Linked DNA regions of Mus musculus: regions 1, 2, 3, 4, 5 and 7 are each linked to region 6. The links are chromatin contacts, called in public ChIA-PET and HiChIP or PLAC-seq maps. All regions are on one chromosome and are shown on one strand. The core of a region is the stretch at or near the end of the contact, and the rest is flanking DNA. Distances in the headings are between cores, read along the strand shown. Region 1 has its middle 14 kb from the start of Spats1. Region 2 overlaps Ubr2 (ubiquitin protein ligase E3 component n-recognin 2). Region 3 holds the start of Aars2 (alanyl-tRNA synthetase 2, mitochondrial). Region 4 holds the start of Nfkbie (nuclear factor of kappa light polypeptide gene enhancer in B cells inhibitor, epsilon). Region 5 holds the start of Slc29a1 (solute carrier family 29 (nucleoside transporters), member 1). Region 6 holds the start of Xpo5 (exportin 5). Region 7 holds the start of Ubr2 (ubiquitin protein ligase E3 component n-recognin 2).

Region 1 (2,944 bases), core at 58-2,557, 710 kb before region 6:
GACAGGGTTTCTCTGCATAGCCCTGGCTGTCCTGGAACTCACTTTGTAGACCAGGCTGGCCTCATGTGTACCACCACGCCCGGCTCTCGAAGTGTATTTTTAAGATAAGGTGTGTGTGTGTGTGTGTGTGTGTGTGTGTGTGTGTGTGTATGTGTGTGTGTGTGTGTGTGTGTATGTATGTGTGTGTGTGTGTGTGTATGTGTGTGTGTGTGTGTATGTGTGTGTGTGTGTGTGTATGTGTGTGTGTGTGTATGTGTGTGTGTGTGTGTATGTGTGTGTGTGTGTGTGTTATGTGGTTATGCCAGAAGAGAGTACCAGATCATAAGGAGCTGGAGTTCTGAATGGTTGTGATCTTTCTCTCTATTTCTCTCTCTCTCTCTCTCTCTCTCTCTCTCTCTCTCACACACACACACACACACACACGGAGAGAGAGACACAGAGAGAGAGACACAGAGAGAGAAAGAGTCAGAGTGAGAGGTATACAGCGGGAGAGAGAAACAAAGAGAGTTAGAGAGAGACACAGAGAAAGACAGAGACAGAGAGAGGAGTATCTTTCAGAGCAGATGAAATAATGAAGTAAGATTCCAAAACCATCACAACAGAGGCAGCTGCTTCAGAAAGAGCCTGAAAGACTGCGCTCACTGCGTGGAGGCCCTATCACCACTACCCACACCCACATCCACTTACTCCTGCGACCGCAGACAGTTAGCTATGTACTTGGCAGTTCCTCGTACCTATGCCAGGGACCATGGTGGGAGTCAGAACATCAGCTGAATAGCAGCTTTCCCCAGTGGTGACAGTTAATAAGAGCAAAACCCACCGGGACAGTCCTAACGGCACCACGGTTGGCTGTGCACGGCCAGCCATCACGCAGGTGAGCACTAATGTATAAAGAAACCAGATCGGTGTCACACTTGTTCAGGGTAACAGCCAGTCTGCACCACATCAAATGTCCACACCTGGAAGGGCCGCAGTCACAGAGACAGGAAGTGGATCAGTGGTTGCCAGGGACTGGCAGGTGTTCAGAGGACACAGTGCTTCAGTATGGAGATGGGTAGTGGTTGACTGTGGCACAGTAATATGAGTGGACATTTTAAAGCCGTTGAAACAAGGGCTGCAAAGATGGCTCAGCCGGGAAGAGCACCTGCTGCTCTCGTAGAGAACTAGGTTGGGTTCCCAGCACATGAGCGAGGTAGCTCACAGCTGTAACCACAGCTTCCGACTCCTGTCTCGGGATCAGACAGACATCCTCTTCTGGCTTGCGCCCCGGTACTCATGTGTGCATACACACAGACACCTAAACACACATACAGGATGTTCAGAAGCTCAACCACTCAACCTCGGCTACATAGAAAGTTTGCGGTCAGCTTGGCCTACTTGAGACCCTGCCTTAAAATAACAGTCTCAAAATTGATGCTGATGCTGATGATGTCGGGGATGATGGCACCTGCGTGTGATCCCAGGGCTCAAAAGACAGGAGCAGGAGGATCAGTAAAGTTCAAGGCCAGCCTAGTCTGTGTAGTCGTCAGACGTAGGCCAGCGAGAGCTACCTGAGTGAGGCTCAAAAGAAAGGAAAGAAAAAGAAAGTTAAAATAGTAAATAGTACATATTCTGTGGTTTAGATTTTTGTACAATTACAAAATTAATTATATACATAAAAAAGTTTATAATCGCTGGGAAGTCCACCCAAGAATTCATCTAGGCACGTTTCCCATTACATTATATATTAAATTATTTGGTGGCAACTATGGTAGGCAGGGGTGCCATGGGTATGCAGAAGCCAGAGGACTATGGCTGCCTTCCTTTTTCAATTTCTGTCTTATTCCTTTGAGACGTGGCCATCACTGTGTGGCACACATGTGCGGGAGAGGATTGCTACCTGTGTGTGTTTGGGCGCGGAGACCTGAATGACGTCCCATGCCTTCTCCCTGTTCTCATTTTATTGACGCAGAGTCTCTTGCAGACCCTGTTTGTCTTGCTAACCAGCTTGTCCCAGGAAGTTTCCATCTGCCTCTGACTGCTGGGATTGCAGGTGGATCCACACCGCCTGACTTTTAAGTGGGTTCTGCAGATCTAAACTCTGGTCCTCACACATTCACGACAAGTGATTTATCCACTGACTCATCTCCCTGGGCCCCGCCATTTTTCTTCTTCCAGCTAGACAGTGAGTCACGGGCACACATAGCTATGCTCTGGTTTCTATGTGGGCACTGGACTTGCCTTGGCACTCTTAGGGCAGGGTGGACTATGTTATAGATTTAATTGTCCTATCAACATCGGGAGGCCATTTTATACCTTGTGTGTGTGTGGTGGGGGACAAAAAGTAGATAAAAGTTCAGGTGCTGGGTAAAATATACTAAATATTGGTAGTTCAATATACTCACCTATTATGCCAAAGAGGACAATGTCAATTCACTGGGGGTAAAATGGAGCGTTTTCCGTGCATAGAAATTAAATTTTATTTTGGCCATATTTGAGAGTTTGCATCTCAGTATGTTATTTACTGTGTCATAGTATAAATTTTAAAATCTGCTCACTAAGTTTTGTGTGAGAAACAACTCTGATAAGTCTTTTTCTTGAAAGTGAAATTAGGGCCTACAAGATGGCTCAGCAGATAAAGACACCTGCCACCCAGCTGGGGAAATACATACCATCCCAGCATTCACGGTAAGAGGAAAGAATTGACCCCTTCGGGTTGTCCTCTGACCTCCACAAATTCCACATACACACATTTAAACAAACAAACAAATAAATGTTTTAAGGTGTAAAAATTAATGAAGTCAAACAAAGGTCTGGGAATGTAGCTTGGCATAAGACTGCTTCCTTAGCGACTCAAAGTTCAGGTTCCCCCTCCATTTTATCCTCACCACCCTCTCTGCTCTTACCACTTGAAATCCAGATGCATATGTTCAGATGTGTGTGTATGTATTTCAGTGTGTGTATA
Region 2 (2,731 bases), core at 198-2,697, 760 kb after region 6:
TCTAAGTTTGAGGCCAGCCTGAACTACAGAGAAAGTTTCAGGACAGTCAGGGCTACACAGAGAAACCCTCTTTAAAATGAAAACCAAACCAACCAACCAACCAACCAACCAACCAAGAGACTCTTCTGCACTGGAGTAAGGAAAAAGCCCTGAGAATGTGTGTTTACTCAAGTTCGAGTGGATACCTCCTCCCTCAGGTGAAAGCGTCACCTGCACTCCTTGGGGTCAGACAGACCCTAATATGCCCCTGCTCTGTGGACAAAACCACTTAGCTCTAAGCACCACATTCTTCAGAGTTCTCTCTAGCTCAGCTCTGCTCCCTAGTCACTGTTCCCAGTGTTCTCCTTTCCAGATGGAATAGCCATCTTAGAACTGTAGCTTGCACCCAGGGGGGAAGTGCACACACTGCTGGGGAGGAGCAGCTTCCGGGTTTCTTAACTGTGGACACTTACATCTTCAGGCAGAGACTTCACCAGCTCACTGTGAGCCATAGGCTTGATGCTCAACTGATGGATAATCTCCCTCTTGATTTCATCTGTGGCAGCCACCTGTCCAACCCCAGGGTTGAATCTTTCTCCTGTCCAAAATGAAAGGTAGATGCACACATTTAATGGACCCATGTACTTATGTGTACAGATTTCCAGTTCTTGCAACAGAATCCATCCTCTGTCTGGGTCACTCTGTGGGAAAATAAAGGCTGGTTTGGAAGGCAATAGCAGTTCCCGTTTATACTGAGTCTGATGCACCGACTTAAGGTTTCATGGCTGCTTTGGAGAAGGACCAGAAGTACGACGGGACCAGTGGAAGTCACACCCTTTCCTCCTCTGTGCTTCTGTCTAGGACAGGCTGGTATCACTCTGAGACCCTCTTCATTAGGGCCACCTCTGCCCACTGGATTGGCTACTTTACGGCCACAGAAGGTCTGAACAGTGGGGGAATGACAGAGCAGAAGGGATCAAAGAACTGGGAAAGCAGGGCCAAGCGAACAGGAGACGTAGGTAATAAACAGACGTCTCTGAGTCACTGGTCTTCATTAACCTGTGGTTGCTGTCTTTGGAGTCAAGAAGACATTTAAACCAAGAACCAAGAGAGAAGAAACAAAGCGAAGATTTTAGTCCTAGCAACTCTCTGCTCACAATGTGTTCCCAAGCTGTGCCAGTCTCCCTCCACCCTTGGCCCAAATACAGCCTTTCAGTTCATCTGTTTCGGCCATTGCACCCCTTCCTCTTTCTGGGGTGTGTGTGTGTGAAGGGCTGTGTGCCCGTTCTCTTCCCATGACTGATCGAGCAAGCTCAGCGCCCTGCTGCCATCGCCAGGCCCACATCAAGGCGGTGTGCACTCACCCACAAGCATGATGATGAGGTAGAGCATCTCTTCGATCAGAGTGTTGTTCTGCTGAACGACGTCCTGTGGGAGGAGGGGCAAGTGCAGAGGTGAGAACACGCCCACTGCTGTCCCTCACACATACAGGACACGTGGGCGTTGTGACACAGGCTCTTACCTTATGGGTAACCTCAGAACTGAATCTCTTCCCATAGTCAGGCGTGCTGAAGAGCTGATAGAGTTCAAAGCGGCTGAGCATGATCATCAGGAAGTGGTTTGGGTCCATCATGGAGACACCTGTCTTTTTTGTTTGTTTGAGACAAAGGAGAAGAGGAAGGTCAGAAGGGACACTCAGTGTTAGTGAGAGATGTTTAAGGTTGCACAAGAAAACAGCTTATTTGACCACCAATTTGAAGAAAAAATGGACACCTACTTAGCCACACCCTATATCATGTGGCTGCCAAGAGGGGACAGGAATCTAAGCAGGTCAAACAATCCACACAAAGAAACCTCCCTTAAAACTGAACCCCAGGAGAACCACACAGGCAGTTCGGCTCCTTTCCTGTCTCAGTCCACTGAAGGACACGGCTATGAATTTCGCTGCAGTTTCCTATCAGAGTTCACTGCCTACTAGGAACTGAGAGGAATATCAATTAAGCCCCTAGTATGTACATACGTATTCTGTTACTGAGACCCTTTTGTGGTAAGCACTCCATTACATAAAACGATAGCTTCTTTTCTCTTAATGCCATTTTTAAAAGTTCTAAATCAAACTGGACTCAACAGCTAGGAACTGAAGTAGAGTTCTCTGGAAGAGCAGCCAGTGCTGGACCATATCCATAGCACCTATCTTTTGGTGCTGCTGCTGCTATTAAGTCTGTTGAGTCAGGGTCTCACTATGTAAGCACACTGCCTTCGAACTCAGAGATCTGCCTGTCTCTGCGTGCACCACCAAGCCAGTCTGTTTATTTTTTAGAATTTACGGTTATGCGTGCCAGTGTCTGCCACATGAGTGCTGTGCCTACAGAGACCAGAAAGGAGCTGGAGTCCCCGTGGTTGTGGCTGCCTGCTGTGGTGCTGGAAAAAGAACTCGGCTCCTTTATGAGCAGCAAAGCTCTTAAGCACTGAGCTGTCTGTCTGTCTGTCTAGCCAGCTGTCTGTCTGACTGTAGCAGCTGCATCTGGCATGCTGAGTCTGACCCTGATCTGGAGACTGGGGGAAGCATTCTGCAGGCTGTTGGCCTTGAGTGGGGAGTGTTAGTAGACAGAGCAGGTAGGATTCAGAGATCTGCAAGTGAGTGTTAGGTGACTGACTCAGTAAAACAAGACCAGGCCTCCCCACAGCCCTGAAGTCAGGGTTTTTAACTCATTACCTGAAGCATCACTATGTCCTTGTCGAACATCTCTCG
Region 3 (2,938 bases), core at 275-2,774, 700 kb before region 6:
AACACAAGGGCAGAGGATCTCCTTCTCCTCTAGCTGGGAAAACGGGCTCATCGCAGTTAGTTAAAGAATTTCAGTGTTTTCTCAAGGTCACCAATCTCAAAAATCCCCATCTGGCTTCAGGTTTCTGTTCCAAACACCCTGGAGGAAACCAAAAGAGGCAGAACAACACCTTTAACCTACATGGAAAAGAGAAGGCAGAGGATCACGGGATAGATATACAGGCTTGTCAGAATTCACTATTGCTATAGAAACTCAAGTCCAAAATAGACTATGTATTCCCCGAAAAGAAGCTGTGCTTCAAAAGTTCAAAAGACCCAAATAACACACAAAGACTGGTGGCCAAAAGAGCCCCCTGGGTGGCCAAGGCTGTCCTTCTGACCACAAAGACCTCAGTTCTGTAACCTCTAGTGCAGTGGCTCTCAACCTTCCTAATGCTTCAACCCTTTAAAACAGTTCCTCATGTTGTGATGGCCCCTAACCATAGAATTATTTCATTGCTACTTCATAACTGTAATTTTGCTATTGTTACAAATCGTAATGTAAATGAATGATATGCAACCCTATGTGGTTGCAACCCACAGGGTGAGAACCACTGCTCTGTTGGGTCTTAAACTTGGCAAATCCCTTTCTCTTCCTAGATCTGCTAACTTTCCCAGACTAAAGGTCAAGCAAGGTCATCATGAGAAGTCCTTGAGCTGTCTAGCTGCACCCACAAGGTCTGTTACCATAGAAAGGAAGTCAAGGGGACTGGGCCTGCCAGGACAGGTATCTCTTTTCTCTCAGCAAAATTCAAAGCCTCAGGGCCCTGGGAGGCTCATGGAAAGCCATCGCCACAGCTCTCAGCCAACAGCTTTGTCCTGACCTGTCGACCTGGATTCTCTCATCCCCAAGCAAATTAAAAGACCAAATGTCATTAAGCAATTAATAATGGAGCAGATGCAGTCTGGCTTCTGTGTCTCCACCAGACTCCTGCTCCAAAGAACCTGCTTCAGTCCCTAAGGACAAAGTGGCTCTGCAAACCGAGGGCAGAAGAGGACCTGGCAAGGTCTTAGAGCAGTGCCTGGCACTTACGCAGGGTTCTTGACCACCTCTTGAATACTCACGATCCCTTGGCACTCTTCAGCCTGGATCAGCACAAACCACACGGTCCACGCACCGAATTGCACCCACACCTGTTCCTTTGCAACTCCACAAAATCAATAGCACAACAACCATTACTGCCAGAATACAGATTTTGGAAGCAGAGGCATTGTGTTAATATTGCTACTAACGTTCAAAATACAGCCTAGCATGTAATGATCTTTTTATAATTATCTGTTCAATCCTGGATGAATTAAGGGCCTACTCTATGCAAAGTTACGGTATGCTGAGCCGCTCGCCAGGGGAAGAAGTCCCCTTCTTGGGGAAACACTTTCACTAGAAGCTGAGACTTGCCCCCCCCCCAAGTCTTCCACCCGCCAGGGGCCGCTGTAGGAAACACTAGGCGTCCTTTCGAACGTCACTCTTTGACCCCGCGAAGCCGTTGCCCGGAGCTAAGATGGCGGTGGCGTTGGCTGCCGCAGCCGGTAAGCTGCGGCGAGCCATTGGGAGGTCGTGCCCATGGCAGCCTTTCTCAACCGAGCCCGGTCCACCCCACGGAGCGGCCGTGCGGGACGCCTTCCTGAGCTTCTTCCGAGATCGCCACGGCCACCGGCTCGTGCCCTCCGCTACCGTGAGGCCGCGCGGCGACCCCAGCCTGCTTTTCGTCAATGCAGGCATGAACCAGGTAGGGGCGGGGCCACACCGATCGGGGGCGGAGCTCGGGAGTCAGCCTGAGAAAAGCGCTTCAGGATTGGACCAAAAAAGTGAGGGGCGGAACTCTGAGTGGAAGAGAGGCTGGGTAAAATGGGGTGGGGGCCTGGTTAGGTCTTGGGGAATTAGCTTGGAAACTTGTGGGGAGAAATTAAGTTTATTATCTCTGGATAGCAGCTGTGAAGTCCTGAGGGGCAGGCTCTGAGTGGAAGACTATTTAAATAAATAAAATTCATCCATTGAGTAGACATTTATTGCACTCCTGCTAGGTGCTTGGTAATATTCTTGAAGCTTTGATTCTGTCCAACCACTTCCCTTATCTGTAAATTTTACTACTTTTTACTAGGCAGAGTCTCTTGTTTAAGTTCATTTACCTCTTCTCTACCCTTCCTGACTTTTATGTGCTTCTAGTTCAAGCCCATCTTCCTGGGCACAGTGGATCCACGAAGTGAGATGGCAGGCTTCCGACGTGTAGTTAATAGCCAGAAGTGTGTCAGGGCTGGAGGACGCCATAACGACCTGGAGGATGTGGGGCGTGATCTCTCTCATCATACGTTTTTCGAGATGCTTGGCAACTGGGCTTTCGGGGGTGAATATTTTAAGGTGAGTTTCCAGGGAGCTCTAGAGTTAAAGTCTTTGAACCCTGAGTGCTGGATGTTGTGACCAAGAGCTAAACACAGTGTGTTATAGGGGAGACAGAAAGATGACTGGGTTGGTAAAGTGCTTGTGGATTCCCCAGAACTCGAATTTAAAGTGCGGGCTAACGGTGTGTGCCTATGATGCTGGAATGGCCAGATGGGAGATGGAAACAGATCCCTGAAGAAGTTCACAGACAAGCTAGTCTGGCCAACATCAAAGTCCCAAGCTAATGAGAGACCCTGTTTTAAACAAAAATTAGCTCCTAAGTACAGTCACCCATAGTTGTCCTTTGACTTTCACAAGCACATGTCCACATGTTACAGGTGTGTACACCACACATACACGGGCACGGGCACACACATACACACACGACATCCAATAGGAAAGAATATGCCTCACTTCGCTGATTGAAGGAAGGGGTTGTCTCCTGCTTAATGGCTATTTAAAAGTTAGCTGAGCAGATAGCCAGGCAGCTGTATTGAGATTGTCATTGGACATGAAGTCCCCA
Region 4 (2,904 bases), core at 198-2,697, 650 kb before region 6:
TAAGGTTTTTTTGGGGGGGGAGGCAGAAGAGAATGGCTCATAATAGCTATCTCTGCTAGCTCCCCCATCCCCCAGTACCAAGGATGCAATGAAGCTGTTCCTATGGTTGGCAATGGTCTTCTAAGGGCATTGCTAGCCCCAAGAAAAGAGCAGCAAGATGCTCCATCTCAGGGATCGCCTGTGGGTGGTGTTCTCTCAAACCCTAGTCATGTTGAAGAAAAGCAAGAAGGGAGGGGAAAGACTTCAGGGCTAGGGTGGAAACTTCAGTAGTGTCAGGGGCCTCCCCACCCTGGCTCCACTGTGAGGAACTAAACTTCTTTGACTGCTGGGGGCAGCCATCTCCTGTACCTACCAAAGGCCAGTGCACACCCTGCAAGGAAGAAGAAACCCCATGACCACCAAGGCTTGTGAGATAAGTCCTCCCTAGAAAACCCACTTCCCCAGATCACATCCTCCTGCCAAGTCTATCATCAGGGGAGTTGACCCAGAACTGTCTATGAAGGTTTCCCAGGGAAAAGCTGCTCCCCTGAAGATAATAGATGCACTCTCTCTTACCAATCCCCCTGAGCACTGATTGAAAATAAGTGAAAAGGCAAGAGAAGTTGAGAAAAAAATAGGCAGAGGATAGCAAGCAGAGCCACCATCACCACCCCTTCCCCATCTGTGCTGGCTAGTCAGGCAACTTGATGGGAGCCAGCGTCATCTGAAAAGAGGGAACCTCGGTTAAAATGCCTCCATAAGATCCAGCTGTAAGCCTCTTTCTTAATTAGTGACTGATGGGGAAGGCCCACCCCATCCCATTGTGCATGATGCCATCCCTGGGCTGGTATTCCTGGGTTCTATAAGAAAGCAGGCTGAGCAAGCCATGGGGAGCAAGCCAGTGTGCAAGACGCTCCCCATGGCCTCTGCATCAGCTTCTCCCTCCAGGATCATGTCCTGTTTCAGTTTTGTCCTGACTTCCTTTGATAATGGATTATGATCTTGAAGTATAAGCCGAATAAAACCTTCTCTCCCCAATTTGCTTTTTGGTCAGGGTATTTCATTGCAGCAATAGAAACGCTAAGACACCCCACCACCACCACCAACCTACACAAACTCCCCACAAAGTAGCCGGTTTATGCAGAAAAGTTTTTTAAAAATACACTTTTTAAACAATTGAATGAATAAATGAATGAAGACACCACGGAACTAAAAAGAAGGAACAAACAAATGCACGGAATTAGTGAATGAAATAAAAGGGAAGGGGAAGAATGAGTGAATGAATGAATGGGCGAAACAATCCACGCAGGAGTGAGTCAAGACTGGTAACCAGAGACTCCCTGCCTACGCAAGCAGCAAACAGGGGGATTCCGGAGGGGCGGGGCTCTACCCGGAAGCTCCTTTGAGGGCGGGGCTGTGGGCGTGGCAGTGGCTGCGGGCCACTTCTTGGGTCCGGGGGCGGGGCGACAGAGAAGACCTAACTAGGGACCGTTCAGCTGCCCAAAGCACCCGCTGCGGTGGACCTGGCCGGCGCCCTGGACCTCTCGCTTTTCTCATCCGCTCCCCGCGCCTGCACAGGCAGGTAATGAAGCCGCTCGGAGAGTGACTCTGGTTCTGTTAGGCGGTCACACAAACCCGGAAAAGCTCGCTTTTGCACACCTCAGAGTTAGATCCCGCTGGACCCTGGACCCCGGGCTGGCGCGGCCGGCATGTCGGATGCGCGGAAGGGGCCGGACGAGGCGGATGATAGCCAGTGTGACTCTGGCATAGAGTCGCTGCGCTCTCTACGCTCCCTGCCTGAACCTACTGCGGCCCCAGGCTCCGGATCATCCCAAAGCGGCTGCCCACAGCCTTGGAGACATGCTCCGGAGACCCACAAGGAACCAGAGAAAGAAGATGCGGATGGAGAGCGAGCGGACTCCACTTATGCCTCCTCCTCTCTCACTGAATCCTTCCCCTTACTGGAGAGACCCGAAGCCAAGGATCCAAGCCCTCCCGCCCCAGGATCGCCGCTGCCCCCCGCGGGGGTGCTGAGCCCTCAGCAACTCGAGGCGCTCACATACATCTCTGAGGATGGAGACACGTGAGTAAACTGGCTAGGCTGAGATAAGATGTTCAGTTAGAGCCCCCCTCCGAGCTGCAACTGGCTGGGCTACCACCACCACTTCATCACCCGAGAGGATAGACCCTCACAGCACCTGCCCTGGAAGGGCCAGCCTCCTTCTCCAAACTCCAAACTTAACTTGCAACTTGCTTTTAAGCTGTAGCCAGGTTCAGACCAAAAACCAGACATCATCACCTCTTTTGGGAGTGGACAGGATAGCAGTGCCCTTGTAACCTAGAACACCAGCCACAGTCTTGAAAATCTACTAGTGACCCACTCCTGGGAAGAGGAATTCCCCCGCAACCAATTCAGTTTTTGTTTTTCTTGTTGGGGGAAGGAATGTCCCTGTTTGCTCAATATTTGGGATACCAATGCCTAACTTCAGAACACCCTAACCAGAGGGGGGAAAAAAGACTACACCAGGATTACAGGTTGTCATCTGAGCTCAGGAAGCCTGGATTAACGGTGCTACCTGGATGCCCATTTGAAAGTGGTTCCAAAAGAGGGACTAGACTGAGAATTTTTGCCCCCAACAAACAGGATAGGCAGCTGGCTGCCCCAGCTCACTTCCTCCTCTGCTGAGAAAAGGGAAGTAATGGCTTGGCCTCAGCCTCCCCAACAGTTACCTCCTGAGCTCCCCAAATTCTTCTTGCTGTCCCATCTCTTGATCTCCCTTTTCTCCCTTAGGTCCAGCTGGAATCAGGTGCAGCTGGACTGTGAGGCTATCAAGTGTGTAGGTGTCAAGTGCAGAAGAGGTGACTGGGCTTTGTGGGTGTTAGAGCAGGGGCAGCTGGAGTGCTAGCTAGATGAGAGAGACGCTG
Region 5 (2,982 bases), core at 195-2,694, 610 kb before region 6:
CCACAAGCCAGAGGGAGGCTAACTCTTCCATCATAAAACTGGCTTAGGCTTGGACAAGTATACACATACATATACACACACACACACACACACACACACACACACACACACACACACATCACTTCTCCCCTTGCAGAAATTCCCACCTCTCGGGTTCCACCCACATCCAAACATTCCATTTGCTGCTTAGGGGCTTTCTTTACTTTTGTCCCAGTAGAGATCTGATAGCAGTTCAGGGCCTCTGGTATCATTTCAGCCATGCCTTGACCTGCCGAGATGGAGAGGCCCTGAAAGCTATCGCCCATCTGAGGCCTTCCTGCGTCCTAAGGGTCCTCTCACATAGCTCAGTTTCTCAGCCTAGTTTCTGCTACATCGGAATCTTCTCTTGAAATCTGAGGATGCCCCTCTTCCAGCTGCCCCGTTTCTACTAAACAGTTAGGGCGATTGAGGTTTAAAGAGGCTCCATCACTTGAGAAAGCCCGCAGAGCTGGTGAATGGGGGTGACAGCATCAATACTCAATGTACCGATCATTCTAGATTCCTTCTCAAGTGGGGAAGGCAAAATTAACAAGGCTCCTCAGCTATTCGTGTAGGCTTCCAGGAAGGCAACAGTGCTCCAATTAAAGGGTTAAAACAAGTGGGAGATTCAGGCCATTCTTTCACATAACATTAGTTTCAGAGTCATGACAACTCACAACCATTCCACCACGCATATATTATTGTATGCAAAGGTCACACAAGCAGGACAAGAGGAACAGGACGGAAGGAGGGTTAATGGAGAAGAGGGGGTTGGCTCAGGCTTGGCAAGAGGACCCGAATGGGGTATAAGGTGCAGGGGTGGAGAGAGCCTTCATCCAAAGGAAGCCTGGGTGTGCGCGTCAGTCCTTTATCTTGTCACACGTTCACTCTCCGCGTAGAGTAAATGAGGACTCGCCCAGGAAAGGGAGGCCAGGAACAGGAGTTTAGTCTGTAAATGGCCAGCTAGCTCCCTTCACGTCCATTTGTATTCCCGCATTCCCCATCCTCCTGCCTCGGGGCAGAAGGCAACACAACCCCTCCCTCTAGTTCACACAGGACTGTAGCATTGAACTACCCACACGCCGATCCTCTGCGGAAGTCAACACAGCGACAGTCGCTTCCAGGCCCAGAAGCCAGGCTGTCTTGGGCCCAGCTCCGCCCTGGTCCCCACAAAAGGAGAGTCCCCCTACCCAGAGCCAGGCCCATGCGCGCCACGTGCTGGCGCTGCTCTGCACGCGCCGCGTGGGGGCCGCACCCCAAAGTCCCTGTCGCGGCCTCGGAGCTGGCAGACCGGGCCTCCTTTTCCCTCCTGGCAAGCCGGACACTCCACTCTCTACCCCGGAGTCCCCAACATGTCCCACCCAAGCCCTACGAGCACCTGCTGGAGAAGGACACCTCCGGCGACGAAATCTGCGCGCTTGGCCAGCGCTTCCCGCGCCCGCCCGAGCGCTTTCAAACCCGCCCTCTGCTGGGTCCGCCCCGGGCCCGTGGGAGCCACCTCCTCCCGGCGACAGCCCCGCCCCCAGGCTCCTCGCCGCCCCCTCAACAGTTCACCGGCTCCCAGTCAGAGACCCTACGCCTAGGGCCGCCAGGGCTGCTGGCTTCGATGGCGGAGCACGTCTTTGGACCCTTCCCAACTGTCACCCGGACACGCGAGCCTGGGAGGGGGGCACGGGCCCCCCACTGCGTACCCCTAATTTCCGCGCTGGCCCTGCGCTCCTAACTCCTACACATTCCACGGCGGGACTCTTGCACAGACAGGCCCTCTGCTCACCCAGGTCCAGACGCCCCCACAAGCCACGCTCCACCTCAGGTGTTCCGTTATCCCTCTCCGAACCCCGCCCACGCCATTATTCACACTCCACCGTTTTACTGCTAGCAACCCCCTCACACACACACACACACACACACCCTTCTAATACATCCTTTTTCCTTTCCACTCCTCCTTTTCCCTTCAAGAAGACTTTCTGGGATACCTCAGATTTGAGCGTTCTGGAACCCAGACGCTGGAGGTGTTTTGTTTTCTCTCTCCTGCCCTCAGACTCGCCGCACACCACACAAACAGCATCTCTCCCCCCCCCATCCCCATGTTGCCTTGAAGGCTCCTTTATGAAGGCATAAGAGGACAGCCCTGAGGCCTCTAAGAAAACTGAAACACAGCTGGAGACCGGAGAAAGGGGAGCCAGGAAGAAAGGCCTCACATCCTGCACATCTTTGTCCTAGCCAGCATTTCACTGTCCCATGTCCCATCCCAAGATAACCCTCGGGGCTAGAAGCCTTGCTGAGCCTCTTACCATTCATACCCCTCCCCTTCCTTCCTTCCCCCCCCCCCCCCCGCTGGGGTACAAAGGAGGAGGGACCCCCTACAGTAGCACTCCCTACTGATGTATCCCAGAAGTTGGGGAGGGTCCTGAGGCAAGAACATCCCATCCAGATTGCCTGTCTCACCCCACCTCCCTAAGGAACCTGTGCTCCAGAGAAACCATTGGAGCTAATTAACAATTACCAGTGCTAACATCGTAGGGAAAAGACGCACTCAGTCTCCCCAGAGGACGACTGAGCCCTTAGGAGGTAGCTGACTCTGTAGGACAGTGGGTTCTCTCAAGCTGCTCTGGTGGGGGCGTATACAGCCTTCCTGCTCCCACAGAGATGACACATCTCCCCACTAGCACTAAGCAAACAGAGGGCAGGAAGTCAGGCTTGGGTGGTATTTTTCTGGGCACTATCCCATGGCTTAAGAGTAGCCTCATGTCTGTCCACAACGCCAGATCCCTGCCCTGTTTGTCTGGTCTGTCTCTCCCTGCCTTTGCCTCCCTTCTTCCGTTGCCCCCCCCCACACACACACACCTCACCCCCTCTTTCCCTTCCCAAGTCTGGCTCTGTTACCATAGCTGGCACAGCTGTGGGAGAGATCGACTAGGCATGGTCAGGCTGGGAGCCCTTGTGTGCAAAGTGAGCTGGAAG
Region 6 (2,996 bases), core at 418-2,917:
CTGCAAATTTTCAATAACTATGCAACTATGAATAGATCCGACCTGTGAGGACTACTTTGTGATGTTTAGTGATTTTCTATTTGTGCAATTTCTTTTTTTGTTTTCAAGAATGGTTCTGAATGCCATGTAGTCCAAATCGGCCTCAAAACTTGCTCTGCATCCAAGGATGAGCCCCGAGCTGCTTGCTCCTCCCACCAAACGCTGAGATGACGCAGACAGTCTTAAAGGCTCTCGAGACAATTCCAATGTGCAGTAGCTTTGCATACCAATGGCCTATCACAAATAATACTTTACAGAAACACAGGAAATTCATGATTTAAATACAAGAAACAGGTTATACAGATGAGTGAGCTAGCACCCAACTGTAACTTTAAACAGTTATTTTTCAAATAAACAATCACATTGAAAACAGTGCCAAGCAACTACTACTACAAAGCTGCAAAATTACTGTAAAGAAAATAATTAAGAAGATACTGAATGTTCAAAGCATTAACACCTTACAAATCTCGCCCCTCACCTAAAACAAAATGATCGTACGTTTAGAAACCTTTTACACTTAAGTCAGGCGTCCTTGTGCTCTGGCGTGGCTTTTCTGTAGTACTGGAACAGATAAAGCTAGAAGGTGGCAAATGTATTGTCGCAATCAATACAGGATAAGTACCATATTCAATATAAATATCAGAGGTAAAACTGGAAGCGAAGCTGTGATTTAAGGGCAACAATTTACTAAGTGGAAAAACACCTCCTAAAACATATGCAGGATAAGAGATGATACAGCCTTAAGTCTTTTATGTGTTCCTTTCGTACTTTTATGTATTGGCAAAGTCTGCACAATGCCAAAACGTAAAAGACTACGTAAATTTGGGATGGGTTTTGTTTCGTGAGGCAGGGTCTCACTTTGCAGCTCAGTCTGGCCTCAAACTGGAAGCAATCCTCCTGCCTCAGCCTCCCAGAGGTATAGTTGGGATGCGTTTTCCAACATCTCAGTTCATCCCATTCTGTACAAAAGCACGTTTGGGAGTCGGTCGTGTAGTAAGACGCACGAGAAAATATGGACCAGTGAAGAGGAAGGTTTAAAAATTACAAGAAAAACTCTTTCTACAAGAAAACTCTCCTTAGAGACACTCTTAGAGCCTTCTCTCCCAGTAAGCATGCTTTTCATTTCGGCCCAGTCACCCCCAAGTAAAAGCGACAGCCAAGGCTTCAAAAGCCATCCGATATAGCGATCCCGAGCCGTGTTTTAATGTCCTTACCAAGGCGACACCTGTCAAAACTGCCAAGAGCGAAGCTGCGGGCTCCGGGCGGAGTCCAATGACAGCGTCTAGATGTCGTCGTCGCCTTCCCAGGAGCAAGTGAGTGTAATCTGATAACACAGATCCGAGTAGGTAGCCCTAGGCTCCCGCCGAGCCAACAGCCCTTCCAGCCTGCAGGTTTACGCCCCACAGCAAGCCCAGAGGAAATTTGGAGTTCAGCACCGCGCGCGCCGCGAGGGACGGTTGACGCGCCTGCGCACCGCGGAACTTCCGTTCCCCAGCCCCGCCCCGCCAGGCGCGGCCGTCACCCGAAGCGGCCACTTCCGCGCGCGCATGCGCCGTGGCGGCTCCGGCGCATGCGCAGCGCTGGGTTCTTCCCAGCTCCAACTTCTGGGACTCACGCTCCTCCCTCCCGTTTCCCCACCCCCAGCCCGCCGCGGCCCGGTATCAACGTGTGGTCCCGCCAGGGGAACTGTGCGTAACCTCGTGCTCCCGGGACGCCGGTGGGGTTCCCGGCTCTAGCCATGGAGATGGAGCAAGTGAACGCGCTGTGCGAGGAGCTAGTGAAAGCGGTGACGGTCATGATGGACCCCAGCTCTACCCAGCGCTACCGGCTGGAAGCCCTCAAGGTAGCTGGGGTCCTGGCGGCCTGGGCCTGCCCCGAGAACCCTATCCCAGGCTTCCCTCACGGCCTCTCCAAACTCAGTTTGTCTCCTGCCTATGCGGCCTTTGATCTTCCCACTGCCCGTGGGGAGGGTGGCTTCTGGTCGCGGCCCTCACCTCCTCCCACTTGAGTCTTTTCTTGCCTGCGCGCTTGCCTTTGCATCACACGCAAGGGTCCCTAACTGTTGCACATCTCCTCGCCATGTCTCAGTGGCTTTTTTGCCCACTCCTCACTTCTCTTCACTCTAGATCACACCGCGGTCTCCACCCACGCAGGCTGTGCCGGCTCTGACGCCGGGGCAAACCCCACATTCCCTGGCGTTCCGGGAGCGCACGTGCAAATTCCTGCCCCAGTGCCACCTTCATTCTTCCCTGCTGATCACTCCAGACTTGTGCTGATTCTAGATCCCCGTGTGTCCATTTTCTTACATCCTTACATACCTCTATCTTTCGAGTCTTGGCCATCTCTGGGCTAATTTGTGACGCTCCTTCCTCGTTTATACCTGTGAGATAGTCTCCGGCTGTTTTTGCGCGAAGACGAGCTTTACCACCGGCTTTGCATTTATTTGCACCGGGGCACTTTGGTTTCCTGGAAGTAATTCTCTTGCGTCCCGGGTGCTCTCTGCGCCAGGGTCTAGTTCAGCTTTTGCTATTTGGGAACGCTAATACCTTCAACAGAGCTTCTCTCTATTAGAGTAAGCGCCAACATATAGATGTATGTGGCACAGGATTTGGAATCAAACAACTCTGTTTGCTTTGTCTTTGATTGTGAAGAATTTTACATAGGCAAAGAAACAGAGCACCAGAGTGATCCCGAATAGGCCTGTGACCTAAACTCAGATGATACACAGATTTGCTTGTTCACTGACTCCTCCTGGCACCCTTAGTTTTGAAAGCTAATTCTAGGGGTTGACATTCAACTTGTATGGGTATATCTCTAGCATTTTTTTTTGTACTCTCTTAGATCCAGTTTAGTATTAACATGACTAATATCTAAATGGAGAGTGTCAGTATTACTAATCTAGATTTTCGCATCTTAAAAATACAGCTAAAAGGACAGCAGGTAACCCCTGCTACTGG
Region 7 (2,834 bases), core at 317-2,816, 810 kb after region 6:
CAAAACTTAAAACTCACCAGGCAACAGTGGTTTGTTTTGTTTTGTTTTTTTTAAATTACCCCCACTTCCCTCTCATTTCCTCACCCAAACTATCTTCCTCTGGTCTATTCACTCCAAATATTCATCACCGACGGCACATCCCAACTACTGACCCTAACATCCTGTGTGATGATGTGTTAAATAAAGAGTCACTCATTTCCTGGGAGCTTTTTCAACTGGAGGCCTCTGAGACTAGGCTCCCAATTGTCTGAGCTATTTACAGTCACCGTGGACAATCTGTTCTGATAGGTGTCCCCTGCCCTCACTGGCAAAAGATGACGCTGAGTTTGTTGAAAGTTGTTGTCTTTGTAACTTTGCTACTTGTATCGGCGCTTGTTGATACTACATTTTAAGTCTTTACTGTGTCTGAATGGCTTAAGTTTAGGGCCTAAGGGTTCCTGATAGGCTGTGATCAACGCTATCATTAATGAGCTTGCATCTGTTCACCAAAGCTGCTTTTTCAAAGTTATATAACGTTTGTTCTCCGTCCAACTTTTCCCAACTCCTAGAAAAATTATGTATTTTTTTTTTTAAATCTGCCAGCCTCCATGCTTAGCAAACGTGTCGAGGCACCACTACATTACACACAGGCACCAAGGTTACCATCTAACGAAATAAACAAGTGCAAAACAACTTTTTAAAAAAGCACCGAGGGGGTAATGTTGGACTGTGCTGCCTGCAGCCTGGGTAAACTCCCCTCCCCGCCCCCCAGCAACAAAGTTGGAGCTGGGAGAGGATAGAATCCTTCGGCGCAGACACTGCTCCGCTTATCCTAAGAAATGGCATCAGAAGGTAAAGTAGGGCGCTTATACGACAACGTTAGGAAGCCGCTCGCTCCCATCTTCCAACAGCCAGCATATAGGGCAAAAACCCAAGTGTTGTAGACTTAATGGAGAGTGAAGCTAATTAGGGATAATGAAAGCTCTGTAGTAAGAGTCGCCGCGTATAAGGAGGATCTGAGCACCGAAGGCGCGGAGCAGGCTCGATGGCCTCCTGGGTCCTTTTCCCCACGGGACATGGCCAGCGCCGCTGTTAGCCGAAGTCAGTGGCGGGCTCCGGGATTCCCAGGACTCTGTTCCTCCCCCGGGGCGCGGCCTACGAGGGCCGGACGTAGCCCTCCCGGGCTCCCGCACTCACCCCTGCGATCTCTTCGGCAGAACATTCCAGCAAACTGCGGTCGATGGCCTGCACCTCGGGCTCCATCTCCGACGCCATCTTCTCTCCTCCTCCTCTCCCCGGGTGCTCTCGCCGCTGTCGCCTCTCCCCGGGCCTCAGCTTCGCCTCTGCTCCCGCAGCCGCGACGGTCACCCCTGTCCTGGGGCCGTCAGTCCCGGGCCGTCCGGGCTGCCGCCGAGCCGAGATGCGCGAGGAGCAAAGCGGGACGCGAACCTGCAGCGGGGACGGCAGCCGCTTGCGCGCGCGCCCGGGCTCGGCGCCCAGAAGTCAAGTCGCCTCCTCGCCCGTGACCGGGGGAAGGACACCGAGAACCCCAGGCCTGGCACTCCGGACAGCCACTACCGCGTTCAACGCCAAGAGAGGGGCAAAAACACCCAAGCGAGGGAGCAGGGCATTCTGGGTACTGTAGTCGTCCCCTGAGCGGCCAGGGAGAGAAGCGAAGCCTCTAATAAGGAGCGGCACACGAGTATCATGGGAGTTGTAGTCCATCCCCTGGCGGAAGCCTGGAAAAAGACAATTTAGAATCCGTGAGAGGGGCTTGACACCAGAAGAACGAAATAACGTTTGAGATCTCGTCTTAGTCTCTTAGTCCTATTTATTCTTGTCATTTTTTTTTTATCTCCCCAGCACCAAGAATAATCATTCCTGGCGCGATAGACACACAGCTGTCTGTCAAAAGTCTGGTATCTGATAAACCCTCAATTGTCAAAAGAATGAATGAATCGCGCGTTCTATCCCGGAGGTTCTAATGCCTTGTCATCCTGGCACTAGTCACCGAGGTGTATTTAGTACCGAGATTTTGAAAAGTTTTAAGGTACAATTGCAAGACATTTAATTTATGACCATTGATTGATATATATCCTTTTCTTTCCTTAAGTCTTGTTGCATCAGAAAAGGCGTCCAACGAATCAACTTAAAGACCAACTCTCAGAGTCAGACAACCCTGGAAGCACGCGCTTACTTCCGCGTCCAGCCTGCCTACTCCTGCGGCTGCGCGGAGGGAGAGCCAGGGCTAGAGCTGCGACTGCCATTGTTTTTTGCAGTTTCTCAAAAGGTCAAGGAAAAAAAAAAAAAAAAAAAAAAAAAAAAGACTTTAAGGTTCAATGGCAGGCCACAAAGCAACAGAAGAAATACTGGATATTTTTTTTTTTTTAGCTGCATTGCTTTAAGACTATACTGACAGAAGCAGATCTAAAAGCAGACCGATTGGAGGCTTATATACACTGACTGTAATTTGTGACATGTATTTGAATATCTTTTAAATTATCTTCGTGGAGAAGATTAGGCTCTCACAGATGACCAGACAAACCCTAATTGCCCTGTAGGAAGAGGCTGGTATCTTGTACTGGAGTTGTTAGGGTTAGACCTTGGAACCTGCGGCTCTAACAAGCTAGGCTCAAGCATATATCCTCAATATAACAATTAAAGAGATAAGCAATAATGAAGAGACAGAGAAAGGAGACTTATTCGATATAGCCACATTGGGGAGAGGGACAAAAAGGTCCAGTGACCATCTGCCCACCCTCAAGTTCACTACCTTTCAGAGTCCTGACATGAGGTTTAGTTTTAAAGAAAGGGCAGCCCTGGTCAAGGTGTGGTCCTAGTCCATCGCTGGTCCA

The links. ChIA-PET counts read pairs in DNA pulled down with a chosen protein or histone mark. HiChIP or PLAC-seq counts read pairs in DNA pulled down with a chosen protein or histone mark.
Region 1: an RNA polymerase II ChIA-PET map of memory CD8 T cells shows a contact between it and region 6, with 14 read pairs. The contact joins the enhancer-like site here to the promoter of Xpo5 in region 6. A contact is called at or near these places in 5 of 39 promoter capture datasets (the 3T3-L1 cell line, 3T3-L1-derived adipocytes, the C10 cell line and 2 more), 1 of 115 datasets of contacts at active chromatin or transcription factors (memory CD8 T cells) and 2 of 9 other capture datasets (adipose tissue and liver).
Region 2: an RNA polymerase II ChIA-PET map of memory CD8 T cells shows a contact between it and region 6, with 10 read pairs. The contact joins the enhancer-like site here to the promoter of Xpo5 in region 6. A contact is called at or near these places in 3 of 484 Hi-C or Micro-C datasets (cerebellum, cortical neurons and granulosa cells) and 6 of 115 datasets of contacts at active chromatin or transcription factors (astrocytes, embryonic stem cells, forebrain and 3 more).
Region 3: an H3K4me3 HiChIP or PLAC-seq map of pro-B cells shows a contact between it and region 6, with 3 times the contacts expected there. The contact joins the promoter of Aars2 here to the promoter of Xpo5 in region 6. A contact is called at or near these places in 4 of 115 datasets of contacts at active chromatin or transcription factors (bone marrow-derived macrophages, double positive thymocytes, memory CD8 T cells and 1 more) and 3 of 9 other capture datasets (adipose tissue, embryonic stem cells and liver).
Region 4: a contact with region 6 is called in an RNA polymerase II ChIA-PET map of memory CD8 T cells, with 51 read pairs. The contact joins the promoter of Nfkbie here to the promoter of Xpo5 in region 6. A contact is called at or near these places in 14 of 39 promoter capture datasets (the 3T3-L1 cell line, the C10 cell line, the HPC-7 cell line and 8 more), 3 of 484 Hi-C or Micro-C datasets (B cells, neutrophils and pro-B cells) and 5 of 115 datasets of contacts at active chromatin or transcription factors (bone marrow-derived macrophages, embryonic stem cells, large pre-B cells and 2 more).
Region 5: an RNA polymerase II ChIA-PET map of memory CD8 T cells shows a contact between it and region 6, with 14 read pairs. The contact joins the promoter of Slc29a1 here to the promoter of Xpo5 in region 6. A contact is called at or near these places in 6 of 39 promoter capture datasets (the C10 cell line, the SN4741 cell line, cranial neural crest and 3 more) and 11 of 115 datasets of contacts at active chromatin or transcription factors (astrocytes, bone marrow-derived macrophages, craniofacial prominence and 7 more).
Region 7: a FOXA1 HiChIP or PLAC-seq map of pancreatic cancer cells shows a contact between it and region 6. The contact joins the promoter of Ubr2 here to the promoter of Xpo5 in region 6. A contact is called at or near these places in 2 of 115 datasets of contacts at active chromatin or transcription factors (memory CD8 T cells and pancreatic cancer cells).

Annotation. Positions count from the first base shown.
Region 1 is chr17:45,487,809-45,490,752 of GRCm38.p6, forward strand. No RefSeq gene overlaps it. Among named protein-coding and RNA genes, the nearest start is that of Spats1, 14 kb to the left of the region's middle. Within about 2 kb of position 1,308, at least 33 of the 459 cell types and tissues checked have an H3K27ac peak or open chromatin away from gene starts, as enhancers often do. A contact at or near this core is called in memory CD8 T cells, where this site is marked.
Region 2 is chr17:46,965,689-46,968,419 of GRCm38.p6, forward strand. Ubr2 (ubiquitin protein ligase E3 component n-recognin 2) reads right to left here. Exons shown (of 47, transcript NM_146078.3): 18 at 2,696-2,731; 19 at 1,502-1,624; 20 at 1,344-1,407; 21 at 453-577. Among named protein-coding and RNA genes, the nearest start is that of Ubr2, 43 kb to the right of the region's middle. Within about 2 kb of position 1,448, at least 24 of the 459 cell types and tissues checked have an H3K27ac peak or open chromatin away from gene starts, as enhancers often do. A contact at or near this core is called in memory CD8 T cells, where this site is marked.
Region 3 is chr17:45,505,317-45,508,254 of GRCm38.p6, forward strand. It overlaps Aars2 (alanyl-tRNA synthetase 2, mitochondrial), which reads left to right and starts at 1,525. Exons shown (of 22, transcript NM_198608.2): 1 at 1,525-1,765; 2 at 2,203-2,394. The coding sequence starts at 1,538.
Region 4 is chr17:45,554,253-45,557,156 of GRCm38.p6, forward strand. It overlaps Nfkbie (nuclear factor of kappa light polypeptide gene enhancer in B cells inhibitor, epsilon), which reads left to right and starts at 1,448. Exons shown (of 6, transcript NM_008690.4): 1 at 1,448-2,062. The coding sequence starts at 1,689.
Region 5 is chr17:45,594,086-45,597,067 of GRCm38.p6, forward strand. It overlaps Slc29a1 (solute carrier family 29 (nucleoside transporters), member 1), which reads right to left and starts at 1,445. Exons shown (of 14, transcript NM_001357771.2): 1 at 1,397-1,445.
Region 6 is chr17:46,201,144-46,204,139 of GRCm38.p6, forward strand. Xpo5 (exportin 5) reads left to right here and starts at 1,668. Exons shown (of 32, transcript NM_028198.3): 1 at 1,668-1,882. The coding sequence starts at 1,778. Polh (polymerase (DNA directed), eta (RAD 30 related)) reads right to left here and starts at 1,498. Exons shown (of 11, transcript NM_030715.4): 1 at 1,254-1,498.
Region 7 is chr17:47,008,966-47,011,799 of GRCm38.p6, forward strand. Ubr2 (ubiquitin protein ligase E3 component n-recognin 2) reads right to left here and starts at 1,567. Exons shown (of 47, transcript NM_146078.3): 1 at 1,177-1,567. The coding sequence starts at 1,254.